Linked DNA regions of Zea mays: region 2 is linked to region 1. The links are chromatin contacts, called in public Hi-C maps. All regions are on one chromosome and are shown on one strand. Each heading gives the region's core, a stretch centred on a gene start, on an enhancer-like site or on the middle of the called end of the contact. The rest is flanking DNA. Distances are from core to core; before and after follow the strand shown. Region 1 holds the start of LOC100272429. Region 2 holds the start of LOC100193565 (Vesicle-fusing ATPase).

Region 1 (7,034 bases), core at 2,476-4,975:
TATATTCTTCACCATATAAGTGTGATATACTCACTACGCTCTCCTGTTTAGGGTAGCTGGACGATCTAGCTCTAGATGTCGTGTGCTCCAATACAACGTACGTCATCCTAAAGATTTTGGACTTTTACGTTGAATTAATCTTCTCGAGTTGGTTGTGTAGGCAAAATATGACAAGCTCGCTCTAAGAATATATAATAAAATTAATTTAGTACTCAGTTCCGATGGATGGAAGCTCTAAATGTATGCTACTCAAGTACCACGTCGTCCCCTTCCGTGGCATCACCATTTCTTGCAGCTTCTTCCTCGAGATGCTGGTTCAATCACGCCCCCGTGAATGAATGCCGCAAGTCGAGTACGGGCCGATCGGTGTTGTCAGGGAGCTCCCGGCCTCCCCCCAGGCTAGTCGCACCGCCGCGGAGCCCATGCCCTACAGATGGCTGCGCCCCATAGAGGCTAAGACACAGCTGCGCCGCCGGGCCAAGCAAGTGGCAACCCCGGCCGTCTCCCAGGGGCAGTCGGGTGGGGCTACTGCGCCGACCAGGGAGGGGTGGCCGTACGAGGCAATTGGACCCCCTGCTGGTGTTGAAGGACGGTTGGACCGAGCTATGGATGGACGATTGGACAAAGTGAAAAAAAAGCTAGATGCTTGCAAGCCTGCTCAAGCTTGTTTAGTGTCGGTAAAGCTCGTGAGCTTAAATAAAACTACTGAACGAGCCAAACTATAGTCTAATCTCTCAGTTGGGAAGCTAGAGTCGAATCGAGCTTGGCTCGTTTCCAGCCCTAGACACGACCTCAACTTTGAGAAATGAAAGAAGAAAAAAGTATAATGACAATAGATTTAAATTTTATACTTTAAAATTTAAGAATCGGACCATATTAAGATCAGACTTTATTTATATTTATTTTTGAACTAAAATAAATTAATGACTCAAACGAGTCGTGAAAAAAAATATTTGGTTGGTGAAACGGTGATCCATTATCACACCCATGGACTCCCTGAACGCCTTGACGGTTGTTAAGGGATGCAAAACAGTCCTCTATCCTATCTTTTCTAATTCTTCAAACGAAAACATAAAAGCATGGACGATTCTATCTCTCCAATCAAACAAGAGACAATTTCTTATTTACTACTATTTTTTTGGTTCATTTCTTGATCCTCAAAATATAAATTTCTTATTTTAACACTGGATGTAAATTTTGTTTTTTATATGGCACTACCATTAGTTCTGGCCTCAAGTAATATTAACTTTCATATGAAATGATGATTTTACTCAAGTTAAATAATTATTCATGAATACTTGTATTAATTATTACAAGTATTTATATAAAAATAATTGTTATAACATTACCAGTTTTTATTACAAGTATTGGTTGGGAACATGTTTAGATTCATGTAGAGAACCAAAACAGTACAACCCAATTAAAATAACATAGTTCTTTCCCTCGATTTACACATTGTGAAGAAGTAGATCAAGGGGAGAAGGTTAGAATGAATAAGAATGTTTATTAAGGTAAAACATGAAGGTATGAGAGTATATGGATCATAAGACATAAGCTTTACCTTTTTATTTTCTTTATTTTAGTTTCATAAGATTACAAGGCTACCTTTGGAATGCTCGAAGATGGCCTGAAGACGTTTATGCCTTTCAACTTCGGATATTGAGCGATCCGAGGGTGGGTGCATATGCGAACGATGAAAAAGGTCCGCAATGCATGGACATTGTACCGCTATTAATAGTGATGGAGCAACGTAAAACTTCGTATAAAATTATATTTATATACTTAAATCCTATACATATGATCTACAAATCTAGTCGAGTGTAGTATAATATTTTCTTCTTAAAGACGTGTTGCGCACGCCGCTTGAGCCTTCCTTTGTCTTCTTGTTACTTGCTTCAGCTGCTTCATGCTGACGGTGTTATCACCTTGTTCTTAACACCACAAAGGTGTCCCCCATCCGAAGCTCATATTATTCGTCCTGTAACAGACTTAGAAATAATTGGAACTCGTTAGCTTGAGGACCTTCGGCCAGAGGCACTCTCCCAAAAGTAGCCCCTTGCAGAATTAATTCATTTTATATAATGGACTCAGATCACGCATTAAACGAAGAATATCTTGTGCCAAAGGTCTGAAAAACACCTTCCACGAGAGCGTTGTCAAAAACAGATATTCTCAAATATGCTTTGTAGCGTGAGTGGCGGAAATCAGCATTGGTAGTCCACCGACAGCGAGTGAGCACCAGTTGACTCCTCGACTCTTGTGTTTTTTTTAACTATAATAACAGAGCTCACCCGCATGGGTTAGGCCCCACATTTTCTGTTGTTGCTACCACCATTTTTTTTGCCTCCGAAACTTATTCGCTTTATTGATTTTCGTGAGCTTAGGAAGTTTGATCTTGGTACGCTTGCAAATGGCGGTAATCAAAATGACTGCTGGACAGCACCCTAGCTACTGGAGCCAAAGCGATAACCCAGGTCAAAGAAGGAAATGTTGAATATATTGTAGTTGATCTTGACGAAGATGAGTCAGATGAAGAAAGTGGCAAAGAACTTGAAGTTTAAGAGGATGATACCGACATTCGCTCGACGAAGCCGAGCCATGTGAGCTTCGAAAAGTCGATGATGAAGAAGGGGCACGTAGAAGTGATGAAGAAATATGGGTACTTTGGAGTTAGTGAAAGCATCAGGCTTGGTGAAGAGGACACTGTTCCTCAGCCACAGAAAAAAAAATGAGGTTTTAATCTTCTGAAGTTTCTTCAAGGTCGGCCTATGGTTTCCTCTGTATAAGATAGTTGTCAAAGTGTCGAAATAATATGAGATATACCTTCATCAATTAACGCGTAATGAGATAATGTGACTTAGGGTATTTATTTGGGTAGTCCAAAGCCAAGGAGCTAAACCAAGCGTTGTGTGCTTTTGCCCAGTACACAAACTGCATTACTAGGCAAAGGCAACATGAAAAGAAATGGACCCATGATAAATCAGACATGTAGACATCCATAATTACATAAATATAAATTTAGACATAGAATAAATATAATTAAAAGCACATACATATAATACTACGGATATCCACATTTTATACCAATAATAAATCAGACATGTAGACATCCCTACCCTCGTGTCTCAATCCTCCTAGTTAAAATTTAGTTTGTGTAACATGATATGTTTAAATGTTAGTTACAAGCGTTTAATATAGTTTAATTATAAAAAAACTAATTACATAAATAATAATTAAACGACGTGAGATGTTTAATGTAGGACTAATTAAGCTTCATGGTTTCGTTTTGTCGTTTAGTTTTTTTTTGTGTAACTAGTTTTATAATAAAGCTATATTTAATACTTCTAACTAGAATTTAAGTGACACGAACTAAAGTTTTCTACTAGTCATTAATATCCAAACACCTGCTTTTATAGCCCACCGGGCAGCGCCATATCCAATCAACCAGCCCATGATATGGGGATGGCGCCAATGCCATGGCCGCACGGTCCGAGTTCGACACGCAAAACCAGAACCGCTGAGCTTGAGGCCTCTGCACTGCTTCCCTCCCAGTCCATCCCTTCCCTTCCCTTCCGCTTCCCCCACGCCACCCGTCTACTCCGTCGTCTTGTCGCAGGCAGCAGGTGGAAATCTCCGCCATTAATAGCGCACCCCGGGGATCCTCCTCGGCCGCAAACAAAACCCTCCTCGTCATCCGCGGCCGCTTTTCCCCTGACCCCTGCCTCGACCAATCCTCCCTCCCACACACATCACACCCACAAGACAAAAAAAAGCGCCTTTGAGCGCCGCGCGACCTCTGGTGCTTGGTGTCGTCGCGACGCGTTAGTTTCAGAGCGCGCACGCGCGTTTGTGCTGTGGGGGTTGGGAAGAGCCGAAGAGCGAGGCGGCAGCGCGATCGAGAGCGGTTCGGCGGGCGGCGGCCGAGCCGATGGGAAGGGCACCCTGCTGCGACAAGAACAAGGGCCTCAAGAAGGGGCCCTGGACGCCGGAGGAGGACAAGCTCCTCGTCGACTACATCCAGACCAACGGCCATGGCAGCTGGCGCCTGCTCCCCAAGCTCGCAGGTCAGAATTCCTCTCTTTATTAGTCCCTTCTCTTCGCGGTTTCCACCGTCGTCGTCTTAGCTTAGTTCTGCCCGACCATTGGTGTCGCACTCGCACTGGCCTAAAATGCCGACCAAATTCCTCGCCGGAGTGAACGATGCTTACTCTATTTCTGGGATGGCAATGGCATGCAGGGCTGAACCGGTGCGGCAAGAGCTGCCGACTGCGGTGGACCAACTACCTCCGGCCGGACATCAAGCGCGGGCCCTTCACAGCCGAGGAGGAGAAGTCCATCGTCCAGCTCCACGCCATCGTCGGCAACAAGTAAGAAAACTTTTTTGCCGAGCCGAGGTAGCAACTGCCTGCCCGTCCCATTCGATCTGTGGCACCGGCAGAGAGCAGCACGTTTCCTCTCTCGTCATGCTCTCATCTCACTCACTCATCATAGCTTAGAGAGCTCGCACTGCCGGTGTACTGCTCGGCGCAGCGCCTCACTGTCGCAAAGCATCGCGTCGCATTGAATGATGCCACCTCCGTCCAAGGCATCGCGTCCAAAACCTGGCGCCTTCAGCATGCCGGATGTGTATTGCTATTGCCTCGCTCTCGTAGACGTAGTACTCCTATTTACTAGAGCCCTGTCTGCTCATATTTCTGCCACGGCAATTGGTGATTGGCTGATTGCTATTGGCAGGACAACTCTCTCCCTCTCCGGAAAAAAAGTTTGCAAACTATTCTCGCTGCTTGAAGAGTCAAACGGTCTAAACTTCAACTAAATTTATATAAAAAAATACAAACATTTTCAGTACAAAAAGAAGTGTCATTAAATTAGGTATACACACGCTGGTGCTAATTACTATAAACTTGGACAGTTTGATTGTCATAAATAATATTGTTGCATTCTCTCGAGAACGAACGGCATACGTTGACGGTTTTTTTTATCTGGTGTTGATCCTGGTACCTCAAGGTGGTCCATGATCGCGGCGCAGCTCCCAGGCCGGACGGACAACGAGATCAAGAACTACTGGAACACGCACCTCAAGAAGCAGCTGCGCCGGATGGGCCTCGACGAGCCCCCGCCCGGCCCGGCCGCCGGCTGCCCCGCCGCGCGCCACATGGCGCAGTGGGAGACGGCCAGGCTCGAGGCCGAGGCGCGCCTCTCCCTCCTCGCCGCCACCGCCGCCTCCTCCGGCACCACCGCGACCACCACAGCCACCACCACCACGTCTGCAGCCTCCTCGTCCTCCACCACCGTCGCTGGCGCGGCCGACAACAAGGCCTCCAACCCCGCGGACATCTTCCTGCGCCTGTGGAGCTCGGACATCGGGGACTCCTTCCGCCGCAAGACGGACACGACGCCAGCGGTGCCCGCGCTTCCGGCGCCCGTCGTCAAGAGGAAGGACACGGCGATCAAGCAGGAGCCGCGGGCGCTGCTGCTCGGCCTCAGGGACGACTCCTCGGCGGCGTCCAACGACAACGAGACGGAGGTGGCGGAGGCGCTGGAGGCGAAGTACCAGATGTTCCTCGACTTCGCGGGCGAAGAGCTGGGATTGTTCCATGGCCGGCACGGCGGCTTCTCGCTGTTCCCGCCGCTCGACGTGCTCGCTGAGGCGTCCCTGGACTCGGCTTTCAAGTGAAGACGTAGCCAGCACCACGTACGTACACGGTACACATACGTACGGGTACGGCAAGCGGCAGTAGCCAACTGGCCATGCCTCTACGGCTTAGCTATACGCCTCGAAATGCGCGCATGGATGTATATAGATATGCGTGTGACTGCACTGGCATATCAGCAATTTTTTGGGTTAGGCCAGCAAGTGCGTGGTTTAGCTTGTTATTATCCAGGGTTGGTTTTGGTAGGACATCATGGTGTATTATTGCCTGTATGAGGATTCTCTGTTCATTGGAGATGCTCTAATACATCACGAGATGTTCTTCAATCTTCGGTTAGATTCTGGGACTGCTTTTTCGCACTGGAAACATATTTGACCTGGTTTTTAGAGCGGGCCATTCCATCTATCTGCTATGAATAGGGATGAAAACGGACGAAAAAACCCTCTCCCGTTTCCATATCCGCATTTTACTATCGGAAACGGGATCGGGTCCGGAATAGTCGGGAACGGAAACAGGAGTGAGATAAACGGAATTGCGAAAACGAACGGAAACGGAAATACTAACGGAAACTCATAATTTAATACAAATAGAAATCTTATTGATGTTTGATTAGTGATTGATTAACAGAACATTAACATAAAACAAATAGATATAGAGAGGCAACATTCTATTGTTGTTTGGTTGCTAAATGTGTACATTTAGCTACATCCGATGTTGTTTAAGATTTTAGATCACTTGTCATTTGAATAGAGCCGGTGGTTACAATAGTCAATTGTGCTATAATTTGTCACCTAAATACACGAGGATTTATTTAATATACTAATGCATATTAGGCTCGTCCCATATTTGTCAAATACGGAATAAATACAGGTTCAATCCGGAAAAAACGAGATCCCGCAAAAACGGACGGAACAAGTCTTCTCCCGTTTCCGTCCCGTTTCCATATTTTTCGTAAATACGGAAACAGTCGGATCAAATATAGAAAACGATACGAGTCGGGACGAGATTTTTTCCGTCCGTTTTCAACCCTAGCTATGACCTACCATTATTTTCCTTTTTTAAAAAATATATTTGTACAACTTTTCGTTATGGAAGTTAAATAACATGTTCACTTCGGATTAAAGCCAGCTATTTGGACTGCTATAACTGTAATCCATAGAGACAAAATATTGTAAAAGTAGTAGAAGCCGATATAGACTAAAGTCAAACAAATGCTTAGTTTTGTCCAACTGCTTTATAGCACTGGAATAATAAAATTGAGAAAAAACATGACTAAGGTTAAAAATGAGGACACCAGCAAAAACTAAGACACCACCTTAAAAAACCGTATATTTATACGCATAACTTCATATATTATTATTTTGAAAGTGGTATATATAT
Region 2 (7,034 bases), core at 1,304-3,803, 330 kb after region 1:
GGTATGATCTCTTTTAAAATTTATATCTAAAACCCTCTTGAACACTAAGAGGAGAATTTCATTAAGGGGGAGTTTTGTTTAGTCAAAGGAAAAGCATTTGAAACAGGGGGAGAAAAGTTTAAATCTTGAAAATGCTTCTTTCAATCTTATTCATATACCTTTGACTATTTGCAAAATATTTTTGAAAAGAATTTTACAAAAATTTGCAAAAACAAAACAAGTGGTGCATGTGTGGTCCAAAATGTTAAAATGAAGAAAGCAATCCATGCATATCTTATAAAAATGTAAATTGGTTTAATTCCAGGTAACCTTTGCACTTACTTTATGCAAACTATTTCAATTCTACACTTATATATTTGCTTTGGTTTGTGTTGGCATCAATCACAAAAAGGGGGAGATTGAAAGGGAAATAGGGTCAAACCTTTTCCTAAATGATTTTGGTGGTTGAATTGCCCAACACAAATAATCGGACTAACCAGTTTGCTCTAGATTATAAGTTCTACAGGTGCCAAAGGTTCAACACAAACCAATAAAAAGTCCAAGAAAGGGTTCAAATAGAAAGGAGCAAAACCAACCGAAGGCTGCCATGGTCTGGCGCACCGGACTGTCCGGTGCACCACCGGACAGTGTCCGGTGCACCAGGGTGGATCAACTCCAACTCGCTAGCTTCGGGAATTTGGGGAGCCACTCCGCTATAATTCATCGGACTGTCCGGTGTAGCACCGGACTGTCCGGTGTGCCAAGCAGAGCAACGGCTAACAGCGCCAACGGTCGTCTGCAAAAGTGAACAATGCGTGAACAGTGCGCGGACAGCGCGGGCAGAGTCAGAGCAGGCGCAGAAGGCGCACCAGACAGTGAACAGTGACTGTCCGGTGCACCACTGGACTGTCCAGTGGCCCCACTTGTCAGAGCTCCAATGGTCGAACCCTAACGGTTGGGTGACGTGGCTGGCGCACCGGACAGTGTCCGGTGGCGCACCAACGACCACTTTGGTGGTTGGGGCTATAAATACCCCCAACCACCACACTTCAAGGCATCCAAGTTTTTCAGCCAACACATTCAATACAAGAGCTAGTGCATTCAATACAAGACACAATTAGAGTGAATCAAAATCTCTCCAAGTCCCAATTCCACTCAAAGCAATAGTGACTAGAAGAGAGAGTTTTGCCGTATTCTTTTGAGCTCTTGCGCTTGGATCGCTTTTTTCTTCCCATTTCTTGTTCCCAAGATCTTTGTAATCAAAGTAAGAGACACCAATTGTGTGGTGGTACTTGTGGGGACTAAGTGTCCCAATTGATTGAGGAGAAAAGCTCACTCGGTCTAGGTGACCGTTTGAGAGAGGAAAAGGGTTGAAAGAGACCCGGTCTTTGTGACCACCTCAACGAGGAGTAGGTTTGCAAGAACCGAACCTCGGTAAAACAAATCATCGTGTCACACTCTTCATTTGCTTGTGATTTGTTTTCACCCTCTCTTTCGGACTCGCTTTTATTTCTAACGCTAACCCCGGCTTGTAGTTGTGCTTAAACTTTATAAATTTCAGATTTGCCTATTCACCCCCTCTATGCGACTTTCACATATAAACCTGATTTTGTAGATCTGCAACCTCGTCCCCAGTGGAGTCGCCAAAAAGTATGTTGGCCCTCGATCTGGGCAGCGCCAATCACTCAGGGTGTACCACCTGGCGGTGCCCACTGTGGCGGCGCGGACGGTCCGTGACCTGAGCGCAGGAGCAACGTCTTCCTTGCTTTGCATCGGACGGTCCGCGCACAGGCCCGGACGGTCCGCTATGGTGTAGGGTCTTCCTCCTCCTCGCTGGAACCTAGATCTCGCCCCCTGGGGGAAGAGATTTTAGGGCGCCCTGGTCGACAGCTCACCCGGGACGTCCCTAGACGACGTGTAGTCGCATAGGAATTAAGAGATCAATTCGAGGAAGAGACCATAGGTGGACAACTAGATCTTGCCCCAGGAAGGCGTAAGATCCTAGGGTCGTCATGGGGTCGCCAGACCACCCAAGACGGATCTAGACGACGTAGAGTCGAATAGGGGGTGAAGGTGAATGTGCGAAAGGTTACAATTAGAACTACGCTACATCTACTCCTAGAGCAGAAATGATAAAGAAAGTAATTGGTTCGATTAGAATGTGTTCGGTGGTTCTCAATCGGCCGTACCCCATTATATTTATAGAGGATGAGGTCTAGACATATTTCTAAGCGATAGCCAATAACTTTTACGTGTCACACACGAGATAAGAATAATGGCCTAAACTAATCTAATCGTGGGAGGGTGGATCGTCCGGCCCGTCCACCATTTTTGGTGCTTCAAACGGTGTTTTGATCGGTTGCTGGACACCAGAAAACCGAAGGACCGATACACCACGTTGTTCCAATCTTTATCTTCCTGTTGCCTTGGCCCATGACGTGCAACTGTAGTCCAAACAATGATGCGCAGATACTTCAAGTCCAGCCCAAATAAAAGCCCATTAATGCTACACGCTGTCACCCATCGTATCGGTCAGGTAGGCACGGCCGATCCGGCGCCAGCAGCGGCGGTGCTCGACCTTCAGGCATCAGAGCTGCGGGACATCACACGCACCGCTACGATCTCCTCCTGCGAGCGAGATCTCACCACCGCAGCGGCGCCGCGGCCATGGCGGGAAGGTATCACCAGGATCAGGGCGGGGACGGGGGCGCGTCCATGGAGGTAGTCAGCACGCCGAACCAGGAGCTGGCCCTTACCAACTGCGCATACGTCTCTCCCGCTGACCTCCGCCGCTTCCCCAACGGGCTCGCCCTCGTCGCTGACGCCTGGGTCTTCACCCTACGATATCCTTTTGTAGACGGTCTCGTAGTCCCTCGTCTGCACAGTTTATTCTGAGATCTCTGTCGCACGAGAGCTTGCCTGGCGCTTTGATCTGGTGTAGCTTCAGTTTGAATCCTGGGTCTACGGAATTCCGCGCGTTGATGTTTTGATTCTGGTACTATATTTGAGCTTTGGCGATCTTGTGGTGATAACCTGGAAATTCGATTGCACTGAAATTTTGGTCCTTGTGGAATTTGTCTCAGCAAGCATTGTAATTGTTAACTGGAACCGTTTGATCTGTTTTATGACATTTAGTTGCAGTGTAAAAGCCTTGAATGATGAATTAACTTCGAAATGCACCATCATTCTTTTATGAGTGTATAATTGAATAATGATCTGTTTCCTTATTGTATTTGCATGTTAGTGTTATACTGCTATTATCATTCTAATGTTGTGCTCAGTCGTAGATCTTTGAACTGGGTTCACCACATTGTGACCGTTGGGTAGTGGCCTAGAAATCTAGTTGTTTTAAAATAACATAACATTGTTTCAACTTTGTGAACAGCTGAATCCTATGCAGATTTGATAATATCATGTATTGTCTTTCCTAAGTTTTTTTAACCTTTCTCTTACGTTTGATCCTTAACGTATATCCACTGACCACAATGCTGTTGCAAGTGGACGCATTGCCTTGAATGCTATTCAGCGTCGGCAGGCAAAGGTTTCAGCTGGGGATTCTGTTACTGTTAGCAGGTTGGAAGTTTAACTGTCCACTGAATGAATATCCTTATGATGCTGTGTTGCCTTATTATTTGCAATATATATATTTTTGTCCAGTTTTGTCCCCCCTGATGATTTCAAGTTGGCTTTGCTCACTTTAGATCTAGATTATGCCAAGGCAAGAGCCAACCGAAATGACGAGGTACGCTATGACTGTTTATGATGCAGATCCTACTAGTGCTTGATGATTGATCAGTGTCATCTGATATTCATTGTCTTGGCTTATCAGCTGGATGCTGTTGTGCTTGCCCAACAACTCCGTAAGAGGTTTCTGAATCAGGTACGAGACTATCGGTTACTTAAATTCTTTGAGTAGGGCCCTTTTTTGCTTGGTTAGCTTTAAAGTGTATGCTATTCATGAGATGCCACTAGTGCATTATTGGATTATCAATGGCTGTAGTTTTATTATTGGTACTTATGTGCCCGATAAGTTGGTCCCCTGGGGTTGTTTACACGTTGCAGGTCATGACCTCAGGGCAAAGGGTGCCATTTGAATTTTATGGAACAAACTATGTATTCACCGTCAATCAAGCTTTGCTAGAGGGTCAAGAGAGTTCTACACCATTGGATAGAGGATTCTTGTCCAGTGATACATACATCATATTTGAGGCTGCTCCTAATTCAGGAATTAAGGTAATCTCAAACGCCCCCTATATTGTTATTATCATTCGTTTTAACTGCAAATGTGGCAGAAGCATTATTTATAAATTGTAACATACTCCAATATCCTGTTTTTGTACTGTAGGTGATCAACCAAAAGGAAGCTGCTAGCAGCAAGCTTTTCAAACATAAAGAGTTTAACCTGGAAAAATTGGGTATAGGTGGATTAAGCGCTGAATTCACTGACATATTTCGTAGGGCATTCGCTTCAAGAGTCTTTCCGCCTCATGTTGTCAGTAAGTAAGTATGGTACCTGCTTAACTACTTTTTGTACTGTTGTAATCAGGATCTTTTGCTAACGGTCTAGTACTATAGGTTGGGCATCAAACATGTTAAGGGTATATTGCTATATGGACCTCCTGGTACTGGCAAGACTCTAATGGCCAGACAAATTGGAAAGTTACTGAATGGAAAAGATCCCAAGGTATGAATTTTCTTAATGAGCACAGAGTACAAATTTGTCATTTACCTAACCATTTGTGTGATGAATGTTGTCATTCATTTTATAAGTATTATGAAGGACATTTTACTGTATATGAACATCAGATAAAAGTTGGATTGAGGAAGTTTCTTGTTTGCTGTATTGTTAGTAAATCAAAACTTAGCACTTTTTGGGTACTCTCAGTGTTGTTATTGTAAATACTAATTCAACAAAAAGCTGTAAATGTAGTTGTAGTCCGTATTGTGCTGATAAGTTTTTGTGTACTATTGATGATAATATACTTGAATGGAGCACAATTAACCAGTGGTCTGTACTTATATGATCTGTGAAAACGGACACAATAATGCAGAAGCAGAACTAGAAAATTTAGCTACAGGGTGAAATGTAGGTTAGCCATGTTGCACATCCTTCAAAATTAATAGATGTAAGAGGGTTTGTAAAACCTGTGCAGTGCATTGATTCCACAGATATTATCTTCTTCTTCTACTTATAATGCTAGATTTTTGTCAGATTAGTCTTTTACATGTCATCCTTTTTTCCAATCTCAGATTGTGAATGGACCTGAAGTTCTGAGCAAGTTTGTTGGAGAAACTGAGAAGAATGTGAGAGATTTGTTTGCTGATGCTGAAAATGAGCAGAGAACACGAGGTATGTTCCCTCATGAGGTAAAATGTTCCCATATTTCTGTGGATTGAAACCTGTTAAACACTTCATTTTTTTACCTCCTTTCTGACACAGGTGATCAGAGTGACCTCCATGTTATCATATTCGATGAAATTGATGCCATCTGCAAGGTGAAATTAATTTTCCTTTATGCTTATGTCATCATGTGTGTTGTACTATTTTCATTTGCCTATAGCTTTAGCAAGATGCCAGATTTCTCAAATACAAGGTGATAGATAAAAGAACTGTTTTCAAGTTGCCTGATTAATCGTGATTAGTCGCGATTAATTATCCAAGTCGGTTTGGACCAATCGCAATTAATCGTCCAAGTGGGTAAGCCAGAACGACCAACAAGTCGTCTGACTTGAAAACAATAAAAGATAACTGTCAATAATTCACTAGATAAGTGCATGATGTTCTTTCCGGTTTAGATTCCAGTGCAGTCTCCCAGGGTACTGTGCTTTTTATCCCCCAGAATTGTTTCATTCAAAAAAAAATCGTTATAACTGCTACATGAACTATCCTCTTAAATGTGTTGCTACAGTGGGTGATCATGTATTATAGGAAAGGCACTGGCAAAATTACCTAGTTTTAAAAGGCATTGGTTTTTCTGGATACCTGTGTTTACGTGAAACTGAAACCTATTACCTATGAATCTACGATATACTGTCCCTAAACATTTCTTTAGTTATACTTAAATCCCATGCTAAGCTCCTGCATCTATTCTAGGTCTTCTGTAAATTGCAACTGTCTATTGCATGCACCACTATACTGTGTATAATTTGATTACTTACGGATTTTATTTAAAACAATAGTCCGGCTAGCCTAAATGGAAAATCTTATAATGCAGTCTAGAGGATCTACCCGTGATGGTACAGGTGTACATGATAGCATTGTAAACCAGCTGCTTACAAAGGTGTGTTCTTGTAGAATCTGTTCTATTTTTTGTATGCATTTATATGGCACTGAGTTCTGATCATTATTTACCCTTTAGATAGATGGTGTTGAGGCGTTGAATAATGTATTGCTTATTGGAATGACGAATCGTAAAGATTTGCTTGATGAAGCTTTATTGAGGTAAGTTCTGTTTCTCTTCGGTTCATTTTGCTAGTTATCTGGTGACGTCAGCAGTTTAGTGACTAAGGGTCTCTGTGGGCGGTGCTGAAAAATGCGGTATGAACTACGAAGAAACCATAATTTTACAAACCAGAGGTGTTCAAATCACTGTTTTGATAAAAGACGTCCTGAGTGGTGTTTCAAAAACACCAAGGTACTGCAGTTTTAGCAAGGACAAGGAGTTCTATGGTTTTCAAAACTACATGTTTTTTTGCATGTACACACCTTTTAGCTTTCCAATACTATATTTGCAAAACCCTAATACTTTTACAAATCTCCAAAAAAGAACATTTCTATCCAAACTGGCCCAATATCCTGAAATGTGTCATATTGAAAAGATGGAGTTGGCTAATGAGACATAGATATATTAAATCTGTCTATTAATGAAATCAAACTAGTTTTAATCGCTCAGGTGTGACAATTCAAAGAGGTTGATGTAAATTGATTTTGGAATTTTGCACCTGACTACAATTCTTTTGTTTTCTATTTGCATAAGTTCATTGTCCTTTGGTAATCTGTTGCAGACCTGGACGATTGGAAGTACACATTGAGATAAACCTGCCTGATGAAAATG

The links. A called contact is a pair of places that touch in the nucleus more often than the background predicts.
Region 2: a contact with region 1 is called in a Hi-C map of leaf, with 7 times the contacts expected there. The contact joins the promoter of LOC100193565 here to the promoter of LOC100272429 in region 1. A contact is called at or near these places in 4 of 25 Hi-C or Micro-C datasets (ear and leaf) and 2 of 3 datasets of contacts at active chromatin or transcription factors (leaf and seedling).

Annotation. Positions count from the first base shown.
Region 1 is chr4:153,141,207-153,148,240 of Zm-B73-REFERENCE-NAM-5.0, forward strand. It overlaps LOC100272429, which reads left to right and starts at 3,726. Exons shown (of 3, transcript NM_001146904.1): 1 at 3,726-4,064; 2 at 4,238-4,367; 3 at 5,008-6,043. The coding sequence starts at 3,929. The coding sequence ends at 5,677.
Region 2 is chr4:153,473,468-153,480,501 of Zm-B73-REFERENCE-NAM-5.0, forward strand. It overlaps LOC100193565 (Vesicle-fusing ATPase), which reads left to right and starts at 2,554. Exons shown (of 21, transcript NM_001358831.1): 1 at 2,554-2,822; 2 at 3,457-3,552; 3 at 3,637-3,721; 4 at 3,809-3,859; 5 at 4,042-4,212; 6 at 4,325-4,479; 7 at 4,555-4,663; 8 at 5,230-5,329; 9 at 5,420-5,475; 10 at 6,195-6,260; 11 at 6,339-6,421; 12 at 6,985-7,034. The coding sequence starts at 2,647.